7 separate regions of the Mus musculus genome follow, and all the other regions are linked to region 2. Evidence: chromatin contacts called from public Hi-C, HiChIP or PLAC-seq and promoter capture Hi-C data. All regions are on one chromosome and are shown on one strand. The core of a region is the stretch at or near the end of the contact, and the rest is flanking DNA. Distances in the headings are between cores, read along the strand shown. Region 1 holds the start of Fam163a (family with sequence similarity 163, member A). Region 2 holds the start of Tor3a (torsin family 3, member A). Region 3 has its middle 28 kb from the start of Gm30472. Region 4 overlaps Gm30472 (a long non-coding RNA gene). Region 5 overlaps Tdrd5 (tudor domain containing 5). Region 6 overlaps Gm30568 (a long non-coding RNA gene). Region 7 holds the start of Tdrd5 (tudor domain containing 5).

The links. Promoter capture Hi-C pulls out the DNA fragments that hold promoters and counts their contacts. A called contact is a pair of places that touch in the nucleus more often than the background predicts. HiChIP or PLAC-seq counts read pairs in DNA pulled down with a chosen protein or histone mark.
Region 1: a promoter capture Hi-C map of hippocampal neurons shows a contact between it and region 2, with 3 times the contacts expected there. The contact joins the promoter of Fam163a here to the promoter of Tor3a in region 2. A contact is called at or near these places in 3 of 39 promoter capture datasets (frontonasal cranial neural crest, hippocampal neurons and pre-B cells).
Region 3: an H3K4me3 HiChIP or PLAC-seq map of the SCID.adh cell line shows a contact between it and region 2, with 8 times the contacts expected there. The contact joins the enhancer-like site here to the promoter of Tor3a in region 2. A contact is called at or near these places in 12 of 39 promoter capture datasets (the 3T3-L1 cell line, 3T3-L1-derived adipocytes, the HPC-7 cell line and 7 more), 2 of 484 Hi-C or Micro-C datasets (cerebellum and growing oocytes), 6 of 115 datasets of contacts at active chromatin or transcription factors (the 230-238 cell line, the SCID.adh cell line, epiblast stem cells and 3 more) and 1 of 9 other capture datasets (embryonic stem cells).
Region 4: a FOXA1 HiChIP or PLAC-seq map of pancreatic cancer cells shows a contact between it and region 2. The contact joins the enhancer-like site here to the promoter of Tor3a in region 2. A contact is called at or near these places in 3 of 39 promoter capture datasets (the 3T3-L1 cell line, frontonasal cranial neural crest and pre-B cells), 1 of 484 Hi-C or Micro-C datasets (growing oocytes) and 1 of 115 datasets of contacts at active chromatin or transcription factors (pancreatic cancer cells).
Region 5: an H3K4me3 HiChIP or PLAC-seq map of bone marrow-derived macrophages shows a contact between it and region 2, with 2.8 times the contacts expected there. The contact joins the enhancer-like site here to the promoter of Tor3a in region 2. A contact is called at or near these places in 13 of 39 promoter capture datasets (the 3T3-L1 cell line, 3T3-L1-derived adipocytes, the HPC-7 cell line and 8 more), 6 of 484 Hi-C or Micro-C datasets (cerebellar granule neurons, cerebellum, embryonic stem cells and 2 more) and 5 of 115 datasets of contacts at active chromatin or transcription factors (bone marrow-derived macrophages, cardiomyocytes, extraembryonic endoderm stem cells and 2 more).
Region 6: a Hi-C map of pancreatic cancer cells shows a contact between it and region 2, with 4 times the contacts expected there. The contact joins the enhancer-like site here to the promoter of Tor3a in region 2. A contact is called at or near these places in 11 of 39 promoter capture datasets (the 3T3-L1 cell line, the C10 cell line, the HPC-7 cell line and 7 more), 4 of 15 datasets of contacts at CTCF or cohesin (the NIH/3T3 cell line, embryonic stem cells and large pre-B cells), 6 of 484 Hi-C or Micro-C datasets (B cells, the N1E-115 cell line, embryonic stem cells and 2 more), 16 of 115 datasets of contacts at active chromatin or transcription factors (the 230-238 cell line, embryonic basal ganglia, embryonic forebrain and 9 more) and 2 of 9 other capture datasets (adipose tissue and liver).
Region 7: an H3K4me3 HiChIP or PLAC-seq map of embryonic stem cells shows a contact between it and region 2, with 10 read pairs. The contact joins the promoter of Tdrd5 here to the promoter of Tor3a in region 2. A contact is called at or near these places in 3 of 115 datasets of contacts at active chromatin or transcription factors (embryonic stem cells, extraembryonic endoderm stem cells and stem cell-derived neural progenitor cells) and 1 of 9 other capture datasets (pancreatic islet).

Annotation. Positions count from the first base shown.
Region 1 is chr1:156,203,326-156,206,401 of GRCm38.p6, reverse strand. Fam163a (family with sequence similarity 163, member A) reads left to right here and starts at 1,376. Exons shown (of 5, transcript NM_177838.3): 1 at 1,376-1,572.
Region 2 is chr1:156,673,030-156,676,158 of GRCm38.p6, reverse strand. It overlaps Tor3a (torsin family 3, member A), which reads left to right and starts at 1,820. Exons shown (of 6, transcript NM_023141.2): 1 at 1,820-2,073; 2 at 2,513-2,629. The coding sequence starts at 1,854.
Region 3 is chr1:156,239,811-156,242,627 of GRCm38.p6, reverse strand. No RefSeq gene overlaps it. Among named protein-coding and RNA genes, the nearest start is that of Gm30472, 28 kb to the right of the region's middle. Within about 2 kb of position 1,362, at least 16 of the 459 cell types and tissues checked have an H3K27ac peak or open chromatin away from gene starts, as enhancers often do. A contact at or near this core is called in the SCID.adh cell line, where this site is marked.
Region 4 is chr1:156,221,574-156,224,421 of GRCm38.p6, reverse strand. It overlaps Gm30472 (a long non-coding RNA gene), which reads right to left. Exons shown (of 3, transcript XR_865656.1): 2 at 857-1,137; 3 at 475-511. Among named protein-coding and RNA genes, the nearest start is that of Gm30472, 9.9 kb to the right of the region's middle. Within about 2 kb of position 1,546, at least 66 of the 459 cell types and tissues checked have an H3K27ac peak or open chromatin away from gene starts, as enhancers often do. A contact at or near this core is called in pancreatic cancer cells, where this site is marked.
Region 5 is chr1:156,262,616-156,265,378 of GRCm38.p6, reverse strand. It overlaps Tdrd5 (tudor domain containing 5), which reads left to right. Exons shown (of 18, transcript NM_001134741.1): 15 at 1,791-1,973; 16 at 2,407-2,550. Among named protein-coding and RNA genes, the nearest start is that of Tdrd5, 39 kb to the left of the region's middle. Within about 2 kb of position 1,263, at least 23 of the 459 cell types and tissues checked have an H3K27ac peak or open chromatin away from gene starts, as enhancers often do. A contact at or near this core is called in bone marrow-derived macrophages and trophoblast stem cells, where this site is marked.
Region 6 is chr1:157,075,024-157,078,164 of GRCm38.p6, reverse strand. All of the region lies in intron 1 of Gm30568 (a long non-coding RNA gene), which reads left to right. Among named protein-coding and RNA genes, the nearest start is that of Gm30568, 5.0 kb to the left of the region's middle. Within about 2 kb of position 1,699, at least 55 of the 459 cell types and tissues checked have an H3K27ac peak or open chromatin away from gene starts, as enhancers often do. A contact at or near this core is called in the 230-238 cell line, B cells, the HPC-7 cell line and 3 more, where this site is marked.
Region 7 is chr1:156,301,877-156,304,652 of GRCm38.p6, reverse strand. Tdrd5 (tudor domain containing 5) reads left to right here and starts at 1,305. Exons shown (of 18, transcript NM_001134741.1): 1 at 1,305-1,342; 2 at 2,051-2,286; 3 at 2,747-2,776. The coding sequence starts at 2,055.

The DNA.
Region 1 (3,076 bases), core at 127-2,626, 470 kb after region 2:
GTTTTACTGTTTAAAGGTCTGTGATAAAATTGCAGGATTCTCATACTGTGTTCTTTTGCCTTCAAAAAGGAGATGAGAAAGATGTGCTGGTGTGAGATTCCACTGTGGTGAGAAAAGGTGGTACACAGAGGAAATGTGGGCTGCATATTTAAAACCTGTGAAGAGAAAGTAATGAGGTTCTGAACTACAGAAGTTCCCCTGCAGGGGCGGGGTGGAGGGGGAATGAGATGAGTAGTCTACCCTGGTGACATCTTTCTTATTCCTTGATCGGATCACACTGGGGACCTATCATGTCTCGTGTTTGGAATTTCATTTTGGTTTCTCAAATCTGCGGTCTTTCCCTCGAACCACTCAGACTATGCAGGATGTGAAGAAGAAAACATCCTGACTGTAGTGGGGGAAAAAGCCGAGCTTATCCTGCAGGACCCAGCTTCTCCTTCCTCTGAATCGTCAGGGTTTGTGAAACAAGCCTGTGAAGTGGGTAGGATTCTGAGAAAGGAATTCTGGCCTGAGAAGCTTTGGCTAGGCTAACTTCCTTCCCTCTCCTCCTGTCCTGTTCTCCAAGGAAACCTTCCAACGACTACCAGCACAATTTTCCTGTTTGGGGTACAGTTCACAGGCACCTCTCAGTTGTAAAGCACTTGTTGCCAAGTCTGACCACCTGAGTTTAATCCCTGGGACCCACAGGGTGTAAGGAAAGAACTGATTCCAGCAAGGCTATAGTATGGACATCTACATATACATGCATGCATGCATGCATACATACATACATACATACATACATACATACATACATGTAAAAAAATTAAGGAGACATCAGTAAAGAAATCCCTATCATCACTAACGTTCCTCTTGTCTCTTTCCTGACAGATCTGACACGCACATACTCTAACTCTGCCCCCTCCACGAGGGACCTCAGCTGTCACTAGACTCCCTGGCCTAGATGTGCCTTGAAGGTAGCTGTTGAGGTGATCCCCCTTCAGTGGACAGCTACGCACTCTGGCGCCTAAACTCTCTTTCGAGATTTTCCATTCTGGACCCCGTCTGCAGCTCCCTAAGTCCCCACTACTGAGTCATCCCTGGAGAGCCCCGACTGCTGGGCTCTGTGTTTCTTGGGCTAAAAGGCTGCGAACCTGAGTGAGAGATTTTTCTGGACCATCACTCCAGCTGACCCATCACCCCACTAAGAGCAATCCTCCTTGCGGGTTGGGGATTCTCTCAGGACACCCTCTAGCTCCTATCACCTGCCCCCATCCTCGGCCACCTGGAGGAGCCAGGAGATTCAAGGTTGGGTACCCAGCCAGTGCTCTCAGAGCCGGGGCGGGCAGAGCAGCCTCACGTGGGCCGGCAGGGCCACCGGCGCTGGGAGGAAGGCGCGCAGAGTCCAGGGCAGCGCTGAGTGGGAGCCACGGCAAGAGCCACGGCGGAGAGAAGCCCGGACCCGGGGACCCAGGAGGCAATTTCCTACGCAGAGGGAGTGAGGCGGCGCGGCGGAGCAGCAGACGGATCTCTGGGCTCGGTGCGTGGATGTGCCCGGCGCTAGAGCGCTGTCGGGGGCGCCTGAACACCTAGGTAAGCGCGCCCCGGCGCCGCCTTGCGCAGAGCACCCGCCTTAACCGGGCTCCGCGTCCTGGCTCCCGCAGCAGCTCCTAGAGGCGCTGGTGGGAGGCTGCGGGCTGCCGGCCCCTGGAGCCCCTCGCTTCCACCGGTCCTCACCGATCAGCCCCTCACCACTTTCCCTGCTCCGGCCTTCTTTCATGGGGATGCGGAGGCTGAGCCTTGGTGCTGGCGACACTCTGGGACCCTAGGAGACCACTCGCAGGGCAAGCGACACTGGATGTCCCCCCCACCCCGATCTCCTAGGCAATGGGTGGGTGCGGGGGGTTGGAGAGCGCTGCCCTGCTCATGGGCAGCCGTCGGTTGATGCCTCCAGGTTCCAGCAGGCTTGCTAGAGATTTTCCTGAAGTTTTACGAAATAATGAGGGCAGAGGTGCTTCAAGGGGCGGGATGTGTGGGCACAACAACGGGAGGGAGTTCGAGGACAGTTGTCTTTGCCAGAGACTCCGGGTCCAGGGCAGCCGGAGGTTCCTGGCTGTTTAGAGGTCCAGCTCCCTGCCAGGTTCATTGCCTGCTTGCTTCTGGACCCCCGGAACCATCTCTTGTATCTGCATCCCTGACCCTGTGTCAGTCGCAAGGAAGCTTCAGCTAGTGGCATTAAGGCTTGACCCAAATAGAGACCAGGGACCAAGGGACAAAGTCTTGGAGTCTGCTGCTGGGTCCTGGTCACCCCAAGCTTTACTGCTAATGTTGGTGCTCTACAAGACTCCCTAGAAGGGTGGTGTCCTCAGAGCTCTGAGACCCAGAAGACAAAGAAGAAAAGCCGGAAAGAAACATAAGAACTATCAGCTCCCAGGGCTATTCATCCCCTTTGATTGTGACTGGGGAGTGGGGGAGGGCATTGTTTTTGTTTGTTTTGGTGTTTGGTCTCGCCAGGACATTCCTTTTCTCTGCGTGGACCTGTGGGGCCCTGGACATTTGTGCTTCTTAACAGGTTTGATGTGGCAGGTAACCAATTCAGACCCATTCTCTAGGTTTTCCATTCTGTGAGGACAGCAGACCCTCTCCTCGTTCAGGACCACATTACTGGCCTGACTGTAGGAGAACAGGAACTGGGGGTCTTTCAAGTAGGCTGAGGGGTTCCAGGGAGGCAACCCGGTAACTGGCAGGGATTGATGTGTGCCGTGGGATCTCTGGATCCTGCCTGTGTCAGAGCCGGTCCCAGGAGAGACAATTCCAGACACAATAGGAGGAAGTATGAGAAAACATTGATGGGTGACAGATACTTCACTAAAGAGCCCCTGGGCTTTGCAGTCTTCGGAGAAAAGACAGCCCCTTTCCATTACTAAAGAAGTTTTGGAAGTCACAGAGGTTTTAATCCTGTTCTTTTCATTCCAGCCATAGGTGAACCAAAGGAAAGAAGGAACAAAGGCACACTCTGATAACTTCTAATTCCCCAGCCTCCTCTCCCAGCCCCCATTGCAGGAGAGGCGCTAAGCCGGCATGCAGAGGCGGGTCA
Region 2 (3,129 bases), core at 571-3,070:
CACCTTTAATCCCAGCACTTGGGAGGTAGAGGCAGGTGGATTTCTGAGTTCGAGGCCAGCCTGGTCTACAAAGTGAGTTCCAGGACAGCCAGGGCTATACAGAGAAACCCTGTCTCGAAAAAACAAAAAAACAAAAAAACCAAAAAAAACAAAAACAAGAAACCCAAACAAATAAACAACAACAAAAAGATTTATTTATTTATTTAATGTATGTATACTGTAGCTGTCTTCAGACACACCAGAAGATGGCATCAGATCTCATTACGGATGGTTGTAAGCCACCATGTGGTTGCTGGGATTTGAACTCAGGACCTTCGGAAGAGCAGTCAGTGATCTTAACCGCTGAGCCACCTCACCAGCCCCCACCTCAAGATTTTTTTATTGCTTTGTTTAAACTATACAAGCATAGCCATTTAATTATTTTACAAAGATATAAAATGCATACATCTAGAAAAGAACAGCCTCTTTAACAAATGGTGCTGATAAACTGGATATCCACATAGAAGACTGATTTCTGCTGTCTCTCACCCAACATAGCAATCAGTTCAAAGTGAACTGGTCTACCAAGTGAGTTCTAGGACAGCCAGGGCTACACAGAGAAACCTTGTCTCGAAAACAAAACAGGCAAACAAAAAATCCAAACAATAACAAAAACCCATAGTATGTTAGACTGTCATGCATGCTCAGATATTTATTTTACTTATTTACAAATTTTATTTATTTATTTTATTTATTTATTTACAACTAAGTGTAAAGAAGTGGGTCAGTTTCCTGCCACCTTGGCAAGCACCCGAGAGTTATCAAAGAAACAGTTTATTTGGTTCATAACCTTGAAGGTCAAGTTCACTACTTACAGACCTCTGGGAAAGGTGGGCAGAGTGCATCGTGGCGGGAGCAATTGGTAGAACAAAACTGCTCACCCACAATTCTCTTTCAAGAACATGCCCCCACCCCAGTAACCCAAAGACCTCCACTAGGGCTCACTTCTAATTTCCACCACCTTCCTCCTGATGCCAAGCTGGGAACCAAGCCTGAGTTTTTGGTGTTTTCTAAATATTGACAGGGTCTCACTATGTAACTGTAGCTGGCTTGGCACTCAGTATGTAGACAAGGCTAGCTTTGAACTCAGAGAGCTGTGCCTGCCTCTGCCTCTGCCTCCTGGTGCATCTGATCAGGTTTTAAAACCTAGCTATGCGTGGGCAAGTACTTAGCCTAACATCTGTAATTCTCACATGATACAATTTCCTCTTAACCCGGGGTTTTCCCGAACTCAAATACCATCCTACCCTACTTCTTGCTTCTGCTAGACTGGCATCCATGAAAGCCTGCTGCTGCTCACTGCTCTCTACTGTTTCATTTTCCTCTTTAGAGGACCAGGCCACCCAGCTCTCCACTGCTCACACTCTTCGGACTGCTTCTGCACCCAGCTGACTCCCCTGACAACAAAAAAACGCTCCCTGCTCAGACGGTTTCATCACCCTCCTGTTGGCAGAAAGCTGACCTACGAGGGCAGGGCACCAAAAGGGGTTCTTATGTGGGAGGCGCAGCTGAATGGCTGGCAGTGGCCATTTCGTGGCCACTTGAGGCCACAGGCATGCCCCAGAATAGCCTGCATCCCGAGGGGCAGACAGGGGCTCAGGATTCCTGCAGTCCGGGACACCAGTTTGAGTTTCATTTCGGATGGGTCTCTGGTCTGAATCGAAACTTGGTTCCATTAGGATGGGTTGCTCAGTCAGCCTCTGCGAGGGCGGAGCGGTCACCACGGCGACGCCAATCCTGGGCCGCGCCGGCTGGTGGGTGTCGATGAGTCCTGGGTCCCGGGACTCTTGGAGGCGGAAGCGCTCGCTCCGGTCATGTTTCTTGGCGCTCTCTGGTTGCTGCTGCTCCTGCCGCTGCGCCCCCCGGGAGCGCAGGGCCAGGAGGCCGACGAGCCCACCCCTTGGCCGAGCGTCAAAGGCCTGAAGGAGCAGCTGAGGAAGGCCGGTGCCCTCTCCAAACGGTACTGGGAGCTTTTCAGCTGCACCTTGTGGCCCGATCACTGTGAAGACCAGGAGACCCCCGTGCCGCCTCTGGGTAAGAGCGGTCCCCGCCGCCGACCCCTCGCTCACCTGCCAGTCTCACTCTTAAGCACTGCGTACTGCAGGCCTGCATCAGGGGCCTGGTCACTGCACCCCACCTCCGCACGACTCTAGGTGCAGCCCCTAGGGACAACTAAAGGTCTGGCTGCTCTGCCGCCCCTCACCTGCCCTGATTTCTCTAGACACTCAAGCCTCCCCATTCTTGCTCGCTTTATTGATGATGGTTTAAGGAAAGCCGTTTGTAGACATACTTGGTGATTGTCCCAACCCCAGATACTTTCACTTCTAAGGCTTAGAGAGGAAGCGCTGGGGCGTACGAGGGAACCTGGCTGTGAGTTGGGACCTGAACTCTGGTTTGGGCGCTGTCACACTGAGAAACCTCAGGACTGTCTCTCTTGTCCCTATCTTGCCATCTCATAGCATTTCCTTTCCAGGCTGGAGCCTTCCTCTGTGGGGCCGGCGGTCGCTGGATGTGCTCACTGCATGGCTCTGTCGCTTTCAGGACTGCTGCAGCGGCGGCGGCGATTGCAGGATCTCCAACAACTTGACAGGTTGGAGCTGACGTGATTTTCAGGGTTCAGGTATCTGGGGGAGGGGGTTGGTGAGTATGGAGAAGCGACTGGTGAGAAACCTACCCCTCACGGGTCTGCAATTATTTGAGGACCTCTCTGACAAGACTTTGAACTCCACGATTTCCAGAAAGGACACTCTCCAACAATAGGGACGACAAAACAGCAGCACTGATAGTGCCCTTAGCGGATGTTACATTATACCAACTAGGAAAAGTGCCCAAATACTTGCTATGTGGCTGTTTTCAAAATACTAGTCCTCAGGAGAGCCAGGCAAGTACTTCATCCCTCAGCCCTCCTGGGTTTTTGTTGTTTGTTTTGTTTGTTTGTTTTTTAGAGTATGGAGATACTTAGTGATTTGTTTATAAAAAGATTAAGAAGTTTAAGATATGTTCTATGGGGTTGTGGGGAGGTATGGAAAGGGGGTGCCTCAGTGGGCCCATGCCAAGGCATCCCTTCCCGCTGAAGGGCCAGCAGGGGAA
Region 3 (2,817 bases), core at 113-2,612, 430 kb after region 2:
TGCCAGATCAAGGCTTAGCCCTCAGGCCGCTGTCCTGGGAATACACTGAGAACTACAGTGCTGTGAAGTCAGTCTCATCTGAAATGGGCCGAAACGAAGACTGCGACCTAGGTTGGACTGATGGACACTGAAATCATATATTCTTTTATCGCCCCCGTAGCATCCTCCCACTGCGTGCTGACCAAATTTGATGTGAGCCTTGTATCGGAATCTGTATAGCTTTTGGCACTACTCACAGCAAGGAGCTAATGTTGGCCCTGGGCGGTGTGGCAACATATTCCCAGAAGCCCAGAGCTGCTCTCAAGGTTTGCTCACAGAACAGCAGCTGGACAAGAAAAAAGGAATAGCTGCTAAAACCTTAGCACACTGTACTTCCTTTTGTATTTGAAAGGTGACAGTAGAGCATCAGGTGGCCTGACAAAAGGACAGGGAGCCTTGGTGGCACTGCCCAGCGTGTGCTCTGTCCCTCTGCACCCATGGGACAAGCTGCACTCCCTCTGGAGCAGCAGGTCCGTGATGGAGAGGGGTTAAAAGCGGCTTTAAAGACCTCGTGGGACTTCAGTGTGGCGATTGTAAGCCCAAGAATTCACTGAATTCCTCCTGAGAGCAGACTTTGTGAGTAGAACAGCCAAATTATGGCTTGTTTCCCTCTAAGGGTCAAGCAAGTGGAGCCTTTTCGAGGCTGTGTTTGTCGTTTCTTGCTGCTAGATGGCGCTCGAGGACAAGCACTCTGCGGCCGCGCCAGCAAGTGCAGGTACCTACCATTGCACTATAGAAAATCGAATTTAGCATGCAGCTTGGAGCTTCTCTACTCCAATTATTCATTTTTAACCTGGAAAAGTAGTTAAAGCGACTTCCAAGTGAGTTCTTTGGGAATAGAGCTTTAGGGTAATTCTCATAGGGTCATCTTCCCACGGTTTCAATTTATTTTCTAATTTTACTCTATGCAAAATAGCCAGAGCATTCCCCCTTTACAGAAATTGGCAATAAACTGTGACTTTATTCCTTGGAAGAAGTGGGAAAACCCTAACAAGGCTCTAATTACACTAACCAAGACAGCTCAGTCAAAAGAAAATCTATGGCCATCTTCCGTTAGGACTAAGGCTGGTACATTGTAGAATTCTAGCAGGAAGAATATAAAATTCTCACAGTTCAGGCATGCCTGTGAATCTCCAAAAGGATTTTCTCAGGCTGAGAATACAGCTACATGTAGAACACATACTTTGCACATATGAAGTAGCCAAGGCTCTGGGGAATAGGGGTGGAAGGGGGAGTGTTCTTACTTTGTGGTGTCCTGGCTAGGAGAACCTGCAGGAACTCTATATTGTGTGATAGAGGATCTAGTGCTTGTCCTCTAGCGCCACCTAGCAGCAAGAGAAAGGCAAAACCCAATTCCAACAATGATATGTTACATTATGTTACAGTATAAGGCAGACAATGACCACATGTTACAATATGTTACAGTGTAAGAGAGCCGAGGCACAAGAGTTAAGTATCTTGCCCAAATGTGGCAGAGATTAATACTGTGTCATAGTGAGGTTAGTATGGCTTTACTAGGCACTTATTACATAAATTTATTAGAGTTCTCCAGAGGAACAGAGCCAATAGGATGAATATATCCAGAAAGGGAAGTTATGCTGGCTTACCTGTATGGTCTGGGTAGTCCAGCAATGGCTGCCTTCACATTGGAGAGAGTGAGCATCTGCTAACCACTTGGTCTATGAGGCTGGATTCCTGGGACCAGCAGGTCTTCAGACCACAGAGGAGGAGGGCTAAAGATGCTGGGCTTTAGTGTCCAAAGAGAATGGAGGCAGCAGTGCAGGCAGAAATGATAGAATAATGGACAATGGGAAGGCAAGAAGGAAAAAAAGAAAAAGAAAACCACAAAGCCTACCCATCAGTCCTTGTATCTAGGCTGCCACTGAAAGGTGTCCCTAATTCAGGGCAGGTCTACTACTTACTTCAGTTGCTGTAATTAAGGCACACCCTGTAGGCTGCCCATTACTCATTTTAGCTAGATAATCCCAGACAGATGTGCCCAGAGCTTGTCTCGGATGATTCTAGATCCTGCCATGTTGATGATATGACCTATCACAATTGACATACTTTCTATGTTTTCCATTTTCCCAACACTCCTACTACAGTTCCATTTTTATAGGTGACTTGAGCATCAGAAAGGTAAGTACTCTCTACCCAGGAGTCACATTCAGAAAGTAGTGGCGGGCTCCAAACAGGTGGCATTTCTCCAGCCAGTCACCTGAACCGCATTCTCTACATGTCTCCAGTCCCCTCTTTAAACCCTTCTGATTCCACCCACGACACTACCAAAACTGTGTCTGCCAAGGTCTCATGAGATTGCCACATCACCCAGCCCACCAGTCAGCCCCCCCACCATGTCCTGCTTCCCCAACCTACTCCCCCAACCCCATCCCCTGATCATCCCTCCTTGTCCCCCACCAATGTCATCCCGCCCTACCTGTCGGCACATGACTGCCTGACCACACTTCCTCCTGATATCCTTCGTTTCCAGGACCTCCCTTCCACCTTTAGAATTTCTTCTCTTGCTCAAGCCCTAGCATCTTTCAAGGTCCTCTTTTCCTTTCCTTCTTAACGCTTGAGGGCGCCTTAGCAAGAGTCTCCATGCTCTGGCTTTAATCATGGCCCCTAAGCTGAGGACTCCTGCCTTGTAAAATCCGCTAAGATGGCTCTCCCAAAGGGACTTAATTACCTGCTGATCTCTTCACTAACATCCAAACATCTCAAACTTAGCAAATCTGAAAATCATGAGAGCTACCCTGTCTGCACCCCTAACTATGC
Region 4 (2,848 bases), core at 297-2,796, 450 kb after region 2:
TTTTCAGATTCATGAATGGCAATTTCTAATAAAACAGTTGTGAAATTGTGTCGCTTGACACAACTTAGAGCCATTTGGGAAGAGAGAGCCTCAACTTAGAAGATTCTTCTCTTAGTCGGGGTTTCTATTCCTGCACGAACATCATGACCAAGAATCAAATTGGGGAGGAAAGGGTTTATTCAGCTTACACTTCCACATTGCTGTTCATCACCAAAGGAAGTCAGGACTGGAACTCAAGCAGGTCAGGAAGCAGGAGCTGATGCAGAGGCCATGGAGCGATATTACTCACTGGCTTGCTTCCTCTGGATTGCTCAGCTTGCTCTCTTATAGAACCCAAAACTATCAGGCCAGAGATGGTACTACCCACAATGGGCCTGCCCCCCTTGGTCACCAACTGAGAAAATGCCCCACAGTTGGATCTCATGGAGGCACTTCCCCAAATGTAGCTCCTTTCTCTGTGATAACTCCAGCCTGTGTCATGTTGACACACAAAACCAGCCAGTACAGCCATCTAGAACAGAGACCACAATCAACTTTATCAAATGCTTGACAAAATGTGAAGTGCAGACTAAATGATACACAGCAATGTGGCATGTGACCCCTGCAAGAAAAATACTGGGGACCTGGGATGGACGGTAGAGATAGGAACTTGAGGAAGAAGGTTGAAGAAGGGATTGGAAATGGGATGGTGTTAGGCAACTGACTCTACAGCTTTTCCTAGGGGTAGGTAGGGCAGCGGGACAGGTACTGGAGTGTTGCTGTGCAGGTCGGCCAAAATGGCACAGAGAACTCCTGAGCCCCGGGCCTGCCTCACTCTGCCACAAGTGCACAGACATATTCACACTTCCCGTGGTACCTTTGGCCAAGACAGACCACCAAAGTTCCTCTTCCAGGAATTACAACAGTCAACTGGCTGTCGGATGTATTTGTTACTGGCAAGATGAGGCTGGATGAAGCTCATTTTAGCCTGAAGAGTGCTTTGGAGGATGCTGTCATGGACCAGGCTTCCAGCAGCATCCAGCCTCTCTCCTTCTCTCTGCTGCTTCTGGCCCATCTTCAGGCCTATCACAGGACCCACGTGAGAGTACTCAGGCAACTTCTGGTCTCCAGGGAGGTTTTCTTGCATTTCCATCCATCCTGTGACAATTTTAGAAAGACATACTTATGTGACTGTTTGCTTTTTGTGGGTTTGTCTGTGAGATGCCACTACCTAGAGCACACAGGTGGCCAAGACTTTGCCACAAGGATAGAATGACAAAGCAGTCAAAGAGGTCAGCTGCTCTAGTAGAGGGGAGAGTTAAATGGCTTTTGTCCTTAAGCCACTATTGTTTCAAGACCTGGACTTTTGTGTAGTATGGAAGACCTGTTGGAGAATTGGATTAGCATGTCAGGCATGCCAGCTTATTTCCATAATCCCAGTACTGGTGAGAGATGAATGAGGCTGGACGATTAGAACAAGTTCTCAGGCAGTCTGGGACCCAGAGTTAGGCCCCATCTCAAAACACAAGGCCGAACAGAGCACACTAGCAAGTCCTCTCACACGCTTATCAGTTTGTGCGCAGTTGGCCAGCTGTAGTTCCAGGAAGGCATTCCTTTCTCATCTCCAGGGCACCAGGGCTGGGATGGGGGGAGGGGTGTCTGTTTCTCTTCCTGCCAGCATCCTGAGATCCCGTGGTTTCTCTTCCTTGAAATATATTTGTTCCTCAAATCCCTCCGATGATCTCTGCTAATGGAATGCTCTACGGTGTGTGTCTGTGTGCACTAGTGCATGTGTTCAGTACACATTCCCATCGGTTACTGCTTTGCGTTGAAACTCACTTGTTTCAAATGGTTGTGGCTTATTCAGTCAACTGTATTCAGATCTCCACCCTCCAGCTTCTCTGAATTCCCTTCGGATGAGTATGGGATGTAGACATTCCAGTTTCATTTTAATCCATTGCTGCATGGATCACAAGAGCCAGCCAGGTGAAAGTCCATTCAGTACAAAGACAAAGTAGTCACAATCCAGGGCGGTGCAAGCAGTGGGCACGGGGAGGTGGGGGGCATTGGGCTGAGGACATGATGGAGAGAGAGTCACCAGGCTGGGCAGGTCTGAGAAGGAGTCTCCCGTGCCTTTAACATTTGTCTCTTGCTGTGGAGCCACAGTGGCTTCTTCCTGAGCTGGCCTGGTTTTACAGATGGGTAGGACTGGCATTGTAACACCACTGCCCCTGTCACTCCTTGCATACGGAGATCTCCCATCTCCGCCTCCAACAGGGGTTTGCTGTGGAGACAGCTGAGCTCGCAGCTCCTGGAAGTGCCCAGCAAAGTTCACCTCTGTCCTCCTTTCCTGTTCTCAGAGTGCTTTCAGCCCCATTCCCATTCTTTCCTCTTTTTTTTTTCTTCCAACCTCTGTTTCTATGAAAAGATTAATCTTTATGGTTCAGCTCTCTGAACCAAAGTGCTGATAGAGGGAGAGGCGGCGAGTGGGTGCTTCCCCGCACTGCTTCGGGGTGCTGCGCTCCTGCTTTTTAATCTTGCTGCTGTCAAGCTCCATTAGGAGGTCTGAGCATCAGCCTCCTACCTTTGGGGCCTGGCCTTCCATCAGCCCTGGCTGAAATAAGGGCAGTGCTTGAGATTGGTATAAAAAATGACGGGCCGTGGGTTCCAAAGAGCAGGACTGTAACTCAGTACCTCTCTGGGCTGGTCCCCTCACATGCCACAGGAGACCCTCTGTCCTCCCAGGGTGGTGACAGCCTCTGGTGGAAGCTGTCAGGATGCCATGTGCAGTCAGCCACAGCAGCAGCACACCAGGGCTAAGCAATGGGTTTCCTCTCCTGAGAGCATGGAATGGTGCTGGTAGAAACAA
Region 5 (2,763 bases), core at 14-2,513, 410 kb after region 2:
TTTACTGCGGCCCGGTTGGTTTTGCTACTGTTTTGATCCAATCCTTTCTTAGTATTCTCCTATTTCTTATTTGGAATAGAGGGTTTACCCCTGTGCTATTATAAAGTGTATATATATCTTTTTGTTTGGTTGGTTTTTGCTTTTTGAGACAGGATCTTACTATATACCTCCAGCTGCCCTGGGACTCACAGAGATGCACCTGTCTCTGGATCCTTAACTTCATTTTTTTTTTTTTTTGCAGGGTTCAAAGCCGAGAGTTTTTGAGATATGGGTGCTGTAGCCCCTAGGTGGCTTTCATAGTGAGTCCCCATGTCTGCTGGCATACCGTGTGACACAAAATAGAGAATCCTAGCAAACTAGTGGAACCTTAGAATGAGCCCGGAACAGGGCAGTGGCTGCCCCCCATCCTGCCCCCCATCTTTACAGAAGTCCCCTCAAGTGCTGGCAGCCTGGCACCTCCCCATAGTGACAGTGGGGGAGTTGGCTACTCCAGAGCTTCTGTCAGTTCCCATTGGTTCAAAGGCTGTATGATACACGCTCGCTGCTGTGCAGTAGGTAGATCAGCACCTCACTGCTGGCCTCCGGAGTCTGTTCTAGGGTTGGTGACTCTGCCTCTTACCCCCTCCTGGATCCTGGTTCCCACAGGAGGTTTTTGGTTTGTATTTTTGAGCAGCTGGAGAACAGTTAAGGCTTTGCAGACTCTTGAAGGCAGACTGGATGTGGTTTTGCATGATATAGACAGGAGATTGGGATCTAAAATGCCCCTCAACAGCCACGTGCCAAAAACAGTTTGGTTGCTCACACGTGGTATTATTGTAAGTTAGTAGAAGCCTCATGAGGTAGGCTGTCTTTGTTTATTTGTTTGTTTGTTTATTATATGTAATACACGGTAGCTATCTTCAGACACACCAGAAGAGGGCATCAGATCTCATTACAGATGGTTGTGAGCCACCATGTGGTTGCTGGGAATTGAACTCAGGACCTCTGGAAGAGCAGTCAGTGCTCTTAACCTCTGAGCCATCTCTCCAGTCCTTCCCACTAAACTTCATTCCACTGGGAGTGAACAGTCCCCTCCCTTACATGCTTCACTGGCGTGATAACCTGTCCCCCTCAGGGCCACATCTGTAGCAGCAATTGACCTTCGACTAAAACTCTGAAACCATGAGTCAAGAGGAAGTTTTCTTCCTTTTGAATTCTCTTAGAAATTTGGTCTGAGTAATGGGAAGCTGACTAACACAAACCCTTCTTTCTTCCTCTTTATTCCACATGTTGAACTTTCCAAAAGTCGCTCTAGCGGATGAGAGAGAGCGGTTGTCTGAGTCCTGGGCGCAGGGCAGGCAGGCTGGAGATGCCGTTGTTTCTACGCCAACTTTGATCTCATGCTCCTGTTCCCATCCACCTCTGCTCTCTTAGCATAAGAGCTTTGTTTCTGCTTTTGCTCTTTGAAAGCTCCTGCGCTTACGTGTTATGTATATGTGGTGGCCTCTCAGCTCTCCCCACTGTACACTCGGGCCTGGGATCGGTTAGGACCCCTTAGTCAGTTATGGAGGCTTTTCTACACCCAGGGAGTAGATGGCCTTGCCTCCTCTCCCAGTCTCTCTCATAGGCATTGCCCTTAAATGTCTTTGCCTTTATTTCTTTGGCAAATCGGGGAACAAAATGTAATAAATTGTGTATTAAACTTGTATCCACTCAGAGCCAGGAAAAAAATTGTGCATTTAAGTTTTAAAAATGTGTTTATGTTTGGAAATAAAAACAACAGTACTTGTTTGTCCTGTGGTCTGTTTCAGGATGAGGTCCCTACTGGAATGCCATGCCTGGAGTCAGTGACCATAGGTGACGATGTTTGGGATGAGAACTGGCTCCCTCTACAGGCCAAAATGGGGAAGGCAGGGAGTCCTGCCTCCCAGCTGTTTACTTCAAACCTTGTTGGGAAGAAACAATATCAGACAGGTGGAGAAATGGCACAAAAGGTTAGAGTCTTATGATAACAAGCAGCAGATCAACTGCTGACAAAGGAAATTTAAACCCGGTAGACCAGGCTTCTAGAAAGTTGTAAATGCTGGAATTGAGAAGGAATTGTCAGGCCATAGTTGAAAATGATCTGTGGTTGGTTTTTAAGTGGGTAAGCACTAAGGTGCTCAGGAACTGTCTCGCTAGGCGATGGTGTGTGTCCATTCACGAGGCCCAAGGATTGAAGGTGTTTACTGCAGACTTTAGGAAAGATGTCACTGATGGAAATCAGCATCCCTCTTGCTGCTTAGAACACACTGTGTCCTTGTCCTGTTGGAAGTCCACACCCCCTCTTGTTGTTTACAGCACACTGCTCCCTCGCTGTCACCTTACCTTGCTTTGTGATCTTGTGGCACTGCGTTGTGATTTACTGTTGCACGCTTTTCTTTATAGGACTGGTGTTTTTCTACATCTAAAGATATATGGGATGATTCCTGGCAGCCCTTAGGCCTTGCGAATGATGTGAAAGGAGGAATTCACACACCAGAAGGGCCCATTGCTCAAGAAAAAAATACCAGCACAACCCGAATTCAACAGGTAGAGCCCAGTTGGAATTATTATAACCAGTTCATGATTTATCACTTTGATTCTTAGAAATTGTGGTTAATGTATGCCCTTCTGCATCTGTTAATCAAGGCAGCCACCCACAGACATACCCATAGGCCCACCTGATCTCAGCAGTCCTTCAGTCAAGGCAGTCTGGTCTTAGCTCACTTTCATTCTTGCTCCAGTCCTCTCTGGCTTTCACTC
Region 6 (3,141 bases), core at 450-2,949, 400 kb before region 2:
TGGGTCAAGGTGCTTGCTGCCAAAGCTAAAAGCTTGAGTTTGAACTCCCAGGACCTCCATGGTAGGAGAAGAGTACCACCTCTGAAAAGTTATCCTCTGACCTATACAGCCATGCCACCGCACACCTAAATGAATAAATAAGTCAATAAAACAAATAATTAAATAATTGTAGTTTGGCATTTTTTCAAAAGAGGGAGCCTGACGTAGCAGTACTCTCTTGTAATCTCTCCAGTTGATAGCTGTGTGACTTCATACAAACTTTCTGTGCCTCAGTTTCCTCACCTGTAGAATGGGGACAATAATACTTAGCTCATAGAAATGCTTTGAAATTTAAAGACTTAAAAACTGTGCAAAGGGTTTTGAATTTTATTCGGCTAACAGTGGGTGTCAGCTTGTTCTACTCAAAACACTCAGGACAATCTATCCCACCCGTCCTTTGATTCTTCTTCCCTTATTTACACACCCAAATTCACCAGCAATTTCCATTCTTCCGATTCGAACCTCACCTGACTCTACGACTTTCGCGCGCGCGCGCGCGCGCGTGTGTGTGTGTGTGTGTGTGTGTGTATGTGTGCGCGCGCGCGCACGCGCACGCGTTGTATGTGTTCATTTGTTTGCACGTGTATGCATGAGCACGTGAGAGGTCAGAGGTTGGGGGAAGAGCTTGGATCACTGGGGTGTACTCTTAAGGAGACCCAAGGTCCCCAGCTTTTGCCATGAGATGCCATGCTGCTTTACCACGGCCTCAGGACGCAGCCCCACCTCTGAGGGCCCAAACCTCTGAAACAGCAGAATGAGTCTTCCCGAGGCTCCCACCCACTGCAGAACTGGATACCAGGTGGAGTGGCGATCTAGGCCGGCTCTCCTCGCTGAGTGCCACTCTGGCCGCCAGGTGGCGCTGCAGCACACTGGGGTGTTGCAGAGATGCACTTGTGGCTGCCTGAGTTCCGGTGCCAGCTGGCAGCATCCTCCGCCTAGGAGAGGATTCCCTTCTTTTCACTGTTCCCGTAGGTAGGCAAAGTTAGCAACGTAGAATAACCCTTCTCTTCTTGAAGGCTGAAAAAGAAAAGCCAGGAGCCCTTGGCATGGCCACCCTTGCAGGAGGCAGGTGTGGATGAGTCGCTTCCACTCAATGGGCATCCAGGACTAGAGTAAAGGGCAAGGACGGCTTGGAGACTAATCGCTGCCTGTGTGTAATGTTTAACCCAGAGCCGCAAGCTTCCATGTAGTAATAGTAATAGTCCTGAAGACGTCCAACTCTACCCTGGGCTGCCAGTGAACTGGCCTAGGACATGGGAAGTAGTGAGAATTTGAAGTCCATTGACATAAGTGTCACTAGCTGTACTATTGGCATTACCGCCACTGCCGTTTCTTTTCCCTGGAGGCAAGGGGAAGGCGTTTCAGGAATAACATTGGTTTATTCCTAGCATAAGAACCAGAGGAATGATAGTGCTGTGTGTTCTGGGCCACTTTTTTTTTGGTTTTTCTAGACAGGATTTCTCTGTATAGTCCTGGCTGATCCTGGAACTCACTCTGTAGACCAGGCTGGCCTCGAACTCAGAAATCCACCTGCCTCTGCCTCCTGAGTGCTGGGATTAAAGGCGTGCGCCACCACGCCCGGCTCTGGGCCACTATTCTAATGTGTTGTGTCCTGAAGTATGCCCTGGGAGAATGCCAGGATCAAGGCATGCATGCAGTTCCGATATCGCCCACGAGGTGGCGCAGGCCCCTGCGCTCTGTCCTGGGATTACAGAATTGATTTTAGCTAGGCTGGGCCAGTGAGTTAAATCGAGCACTAGACAGGCGTTTGGGGTCGTAGGCAAGTGAAGAGCTGTCTCCGCCCCCCCCCCCCCCCTTGGATTTGAGTCTCACAGAACAGTCACGGAGACCATTAGTTTTCCCAGGCCTCAGATGGACCAGAAGTGGGTTCAGGAGGGTGATGGGGTGAGATGACACAGTGGATCTGTAGTCAAAGCTAGACCTTAGGGTCAACTTTTGCTTTGATCTCTTGGCTGTATACCGCTTACTTCCAGAGCACCATCTCTGGGTTCTGACGCTTCTGGATCCATTTATAGCCTTTTTGTCCCCTTCCTGAGCCCTGGCAGTTTCCCCTCCTCCCCCTCCTCCCCCTCCTCCCCTTCCTCCTCCTCCTCCTCGCCCTCTTCCCCCTCCTCCCCTGCTTGGCCTCTCTGGTCAAGTGAGTGAGCCCGTCAGAAAACAGTATCCTTATTAGTGTTGAGACCTCCAACACCAGACAAATCCTGCTGTAAGGAAATCCCCGCTCCCTCCCATTCTCAGAACCTGTGTCCTGGGACTTCAATTCTTTTTCTTAAGCGCAGTTTTGCTCTGAGCCAGAGGTGTCTCCTCCAGTTCTCTGAGCCTCAGAAATCCCAGACCTCAGGGCTGTCAATCACTATTTCTTTATTCAGCATACCTTTTGAGGAATCAGAATAGATTCCTCCACCCCAACCCCGTTGGGTAGCGGTGATGGAAGCTAGGGTCTTCTACATGCTGGATAAGCTACAGTCAGCTACAGCCTCAGGCCTTGACTAATAAAGATTGATTTATTTAATGTATGTGAGTACACTGTCACTGTCTTTAGACAACCAGATGAGGGCTTTGGATCCCAATATAGATGGCTGTGAGCCACCATGTGGTTGCTGGGAATTGAACTCAGGACCTCTGAGAAAGTAGCCACTGCTCTTAACCACTGAGCCATCCCTCCAGCCTGCGATTTTTTTTTTTTTTAATTAGAAAATGCCTCAATATCTTTATCTATGGGTAAAAGTTTACAGTCACTTGTCTGGGTACTTTTCTCTCGCAGCGTGCTCTTCCTTATAGAATAGAAGGTTGGCTGATGAGCCAAGACTTCCAGTCTGGGGGTTTTATTTTTTGCATGATGAAAGCAATGTGGTATCATGGCCCTGCTAGCACAAGGAGTGATCTCTGGGGAAATGAGTCACCAGCACCTCCCTCCGGGTGGCTGTCCTCCCCCACCCTGGGGACGGGATGCACTGTACAGGAGGGAATCTTTGCAAGGCATTAACAATCTGGAGACAGAATGCAGCAACCAGGCCAGCCTGGCCTGTTGTTTTCACGCTTTGAGGGAGAAGTGAGAAATGCAAACCGGTCTCTTCACCT
Region 7 (2,776 bases), core at 56-2,555, 370 kb after region 2:
CTTAATGTTGGCTTGCCAATGGAAAAAGATTCATCTGGGTAGGTTTTACTCCAATGGCAATCTAATTAACACTGTTTTAGAGATAGCTGTTCATACCTAAAATCTCCATTCCTTTTCTCCTAGGCTTTGTGTAAGAAGGGATTTTTGTTTTAGTTAGTTCCGAGGACTCAATGGGCCCTTAAAAATATGAAGACGTGTTCCTTCTAAAACTTGTCATTGAAATGCTGCAGTATTTGGGTCCATTTTTCATTTTAGGATGTTCTGTTAATCTACTTATCAGCTACAACTGCTCTACTATAAACCGAAGATATAAATCCTTTCTAGTTTTAGTTTTTTAGGGATTCTTTAATAGTCCTCATTCATTGATGGTACATTTTGTTCTCTTGGAATATTCACTTACGGGTTTTAGGCAAGAATGGCTTAGGGATCCCGCCCCCTTTATGCAACCGGCCAGTCTCCAGCTGGGGCTTTCCTCTCTCCACCTCCAGAGAGCTAGGCTCAACAGGTGTGCATCACCCCACCTAGTTTCCGGCCTCTTAAGTTGAATCCTTTGAGTATCTTTTAGGTTGTCCATTTAAGAGTGCATACAGTTAAGGGAAAGGTATTCATATCCTGCATTTCTACTTGCTAGTTTTTGAGGACTCCTGTCAATCTAGTTTACTCTACAAATCCAGCAAACATATCCAAATGAAATTATCCTCCATAGTCTCCCACTTCTCTTCTTTCCATTGCTCCTGGGATGTTCTTCATTCCAAAAGTCCGTCCATCCATCCATTCCTCTCTTCTAGGAGTCAAAGTCGCTTTAAGGTCAGCAGTAATTCTCAAGAATCAGACTCGCTCTTAATTTTTTCCCCCAAATAAGCGCAGACCTACGGGGGCGAGGCGAGCTTCCGGCGGGGCGGGGCGGGGTGGGGGGCACTAGTCCTGGATCCGCAGGATCCGCATGTGCCTCCGCCGCGGTCCCCGCCCCCCGCAGGTGCCTGGGGGCGGGGCGGGGCGGGGCCGGGCGGCGCCGCAGGGCTCAGGTGGAGGGTGGTCCAGCGGCACCTGCGTCTTCCCGCGGCTTCGGGAGGAGGTAGATGCGGCGGGTTGTAGCGCCGTCCCAGAGGGGGAGCCGGTCCTCGGCCTCACCCGCACCCACACGCTAGGTCTCCGCTAACCGTCACACCGGCCGCGCCCGCTCGCGTGGAACGTGGCGCACCGGACCGGACGGCCCGCAGTGCGCAGGCGCGCGAGACCCTCGCCGGCTCAGCTTCTCCGCGGCCCTCCCGGAGCGTCCCGGACCTGCGGCGCGCAACGGCAGCGCGGGTGCGAGGGAGCGAGGCGGGCGAGCCGCAGCCAGGTAGTGGCGGGCCGCAGAGGGATACGCTACCGCGGTCCTCAGCATGACTCAGATCACGGGAAGAGCACGGGGCAGACGGGAGGACCAGCTGAAGGAGGGAGGGACCCCGGGACCCCCACCCTTCCCGAGTCCATGGAGGCGACCAGGCGGTCTGCGATCCGCTCACGCTTCTCCTGGTCACTCATGCACCGCGACCCTTGGTTCCCAAAGACCGGCTGAGAGATTCCATCTGATACTGAGCAGCAGCGGGGAATGACACCCTCTAAGGAACTTGAGATCACCCTTTAAGCTTCCTTATTAGCCGGGCCCAGTTGGGACTTAATGCCAGCCAGCTGCGAGGATTGGGAGGGCTCATCCCTACAAGCTGAGCTTTGGAGTTTGTAGTGAGTGTGGCCAGAGAGCTTGTGCTGCAGGAGCCTTGGAACACTTAGGGTATTGCTTTAAGCCTTATCGCCTGTAAAACTCACATCTGAGTTTTTATATAACATGGCTGGTCGTTAAAAGGTTTTTGCGTGGTGGCGCACGCCTTTAATCCCAGCACTCTGGAGGCAGAGGCAGCGGATTTCTGAGTTCGAGGCCAGCCTGGTCTACAGAGTGAGTTCCAGGACAGCCAGGGCTGGTTTGTTTGTTTGCTTGGTTGCTTATGGGTTTTGTTCTGTCCTGGTTTAACCACTTTCAAGAGCATTTTCCCCCCCTTCAATCCTGTAGCACGATGTCTGAACAAGAGCGTATACAGGACTGTCTGAGGAAAGAGATAAGGTCCCTTCTTATTTCCACTAAGGATGGTTTGACTCCACAACAGTTGGAAAAGGAGTACCTTTTGATGGTTGGCAACCATCTCCCGCTCCGAATCCTTGGATATCGGTCCACTATGGAACTGGTGTTGGATATGCCCGATGTGGTTAGTGTCTGCCCCGGTGGGGATGGTACCGTAATACTGAAAGGTAGGTTTAAGACTTTGGAAGGTCTACATGAGCCTTTACAGTTAAGATGTACCACTAAGTACAATATCCCGTATCCCAGGGCGGAGGATTTTAACTGGGGTGATAGTCATGGGTACCTTTGAGGTTGTTGGGGGAAGTGAGAGCAAAGGAAAGCCAAAACAGCTTCCCAAATCCCCATTCCTAAGTTCCTAACACTCATTTTAAATTTCACTAGGCACAAATTAGTGACACTTCCAGACCCTGATTAGCAGTAAAACATCTTCCAGCTGGTAGAGGAGTTGGGAAGCTTTTATTGGTCAGAATGTCAGAAATGATGGACCCAACAGCTTTGTCTTACTCTACCTACATACACAGCTCTGTGGAGAGTTAAAAATTGCCGGTGTAATTGTAGATACAAAGGGTAAATGGAGTATGTGTTTTACTTGAAAGTGATTTCTCCACTGTCCCCATATCTTCTTAGCCATTCCAGACGAATCCACCAAAGGAATAG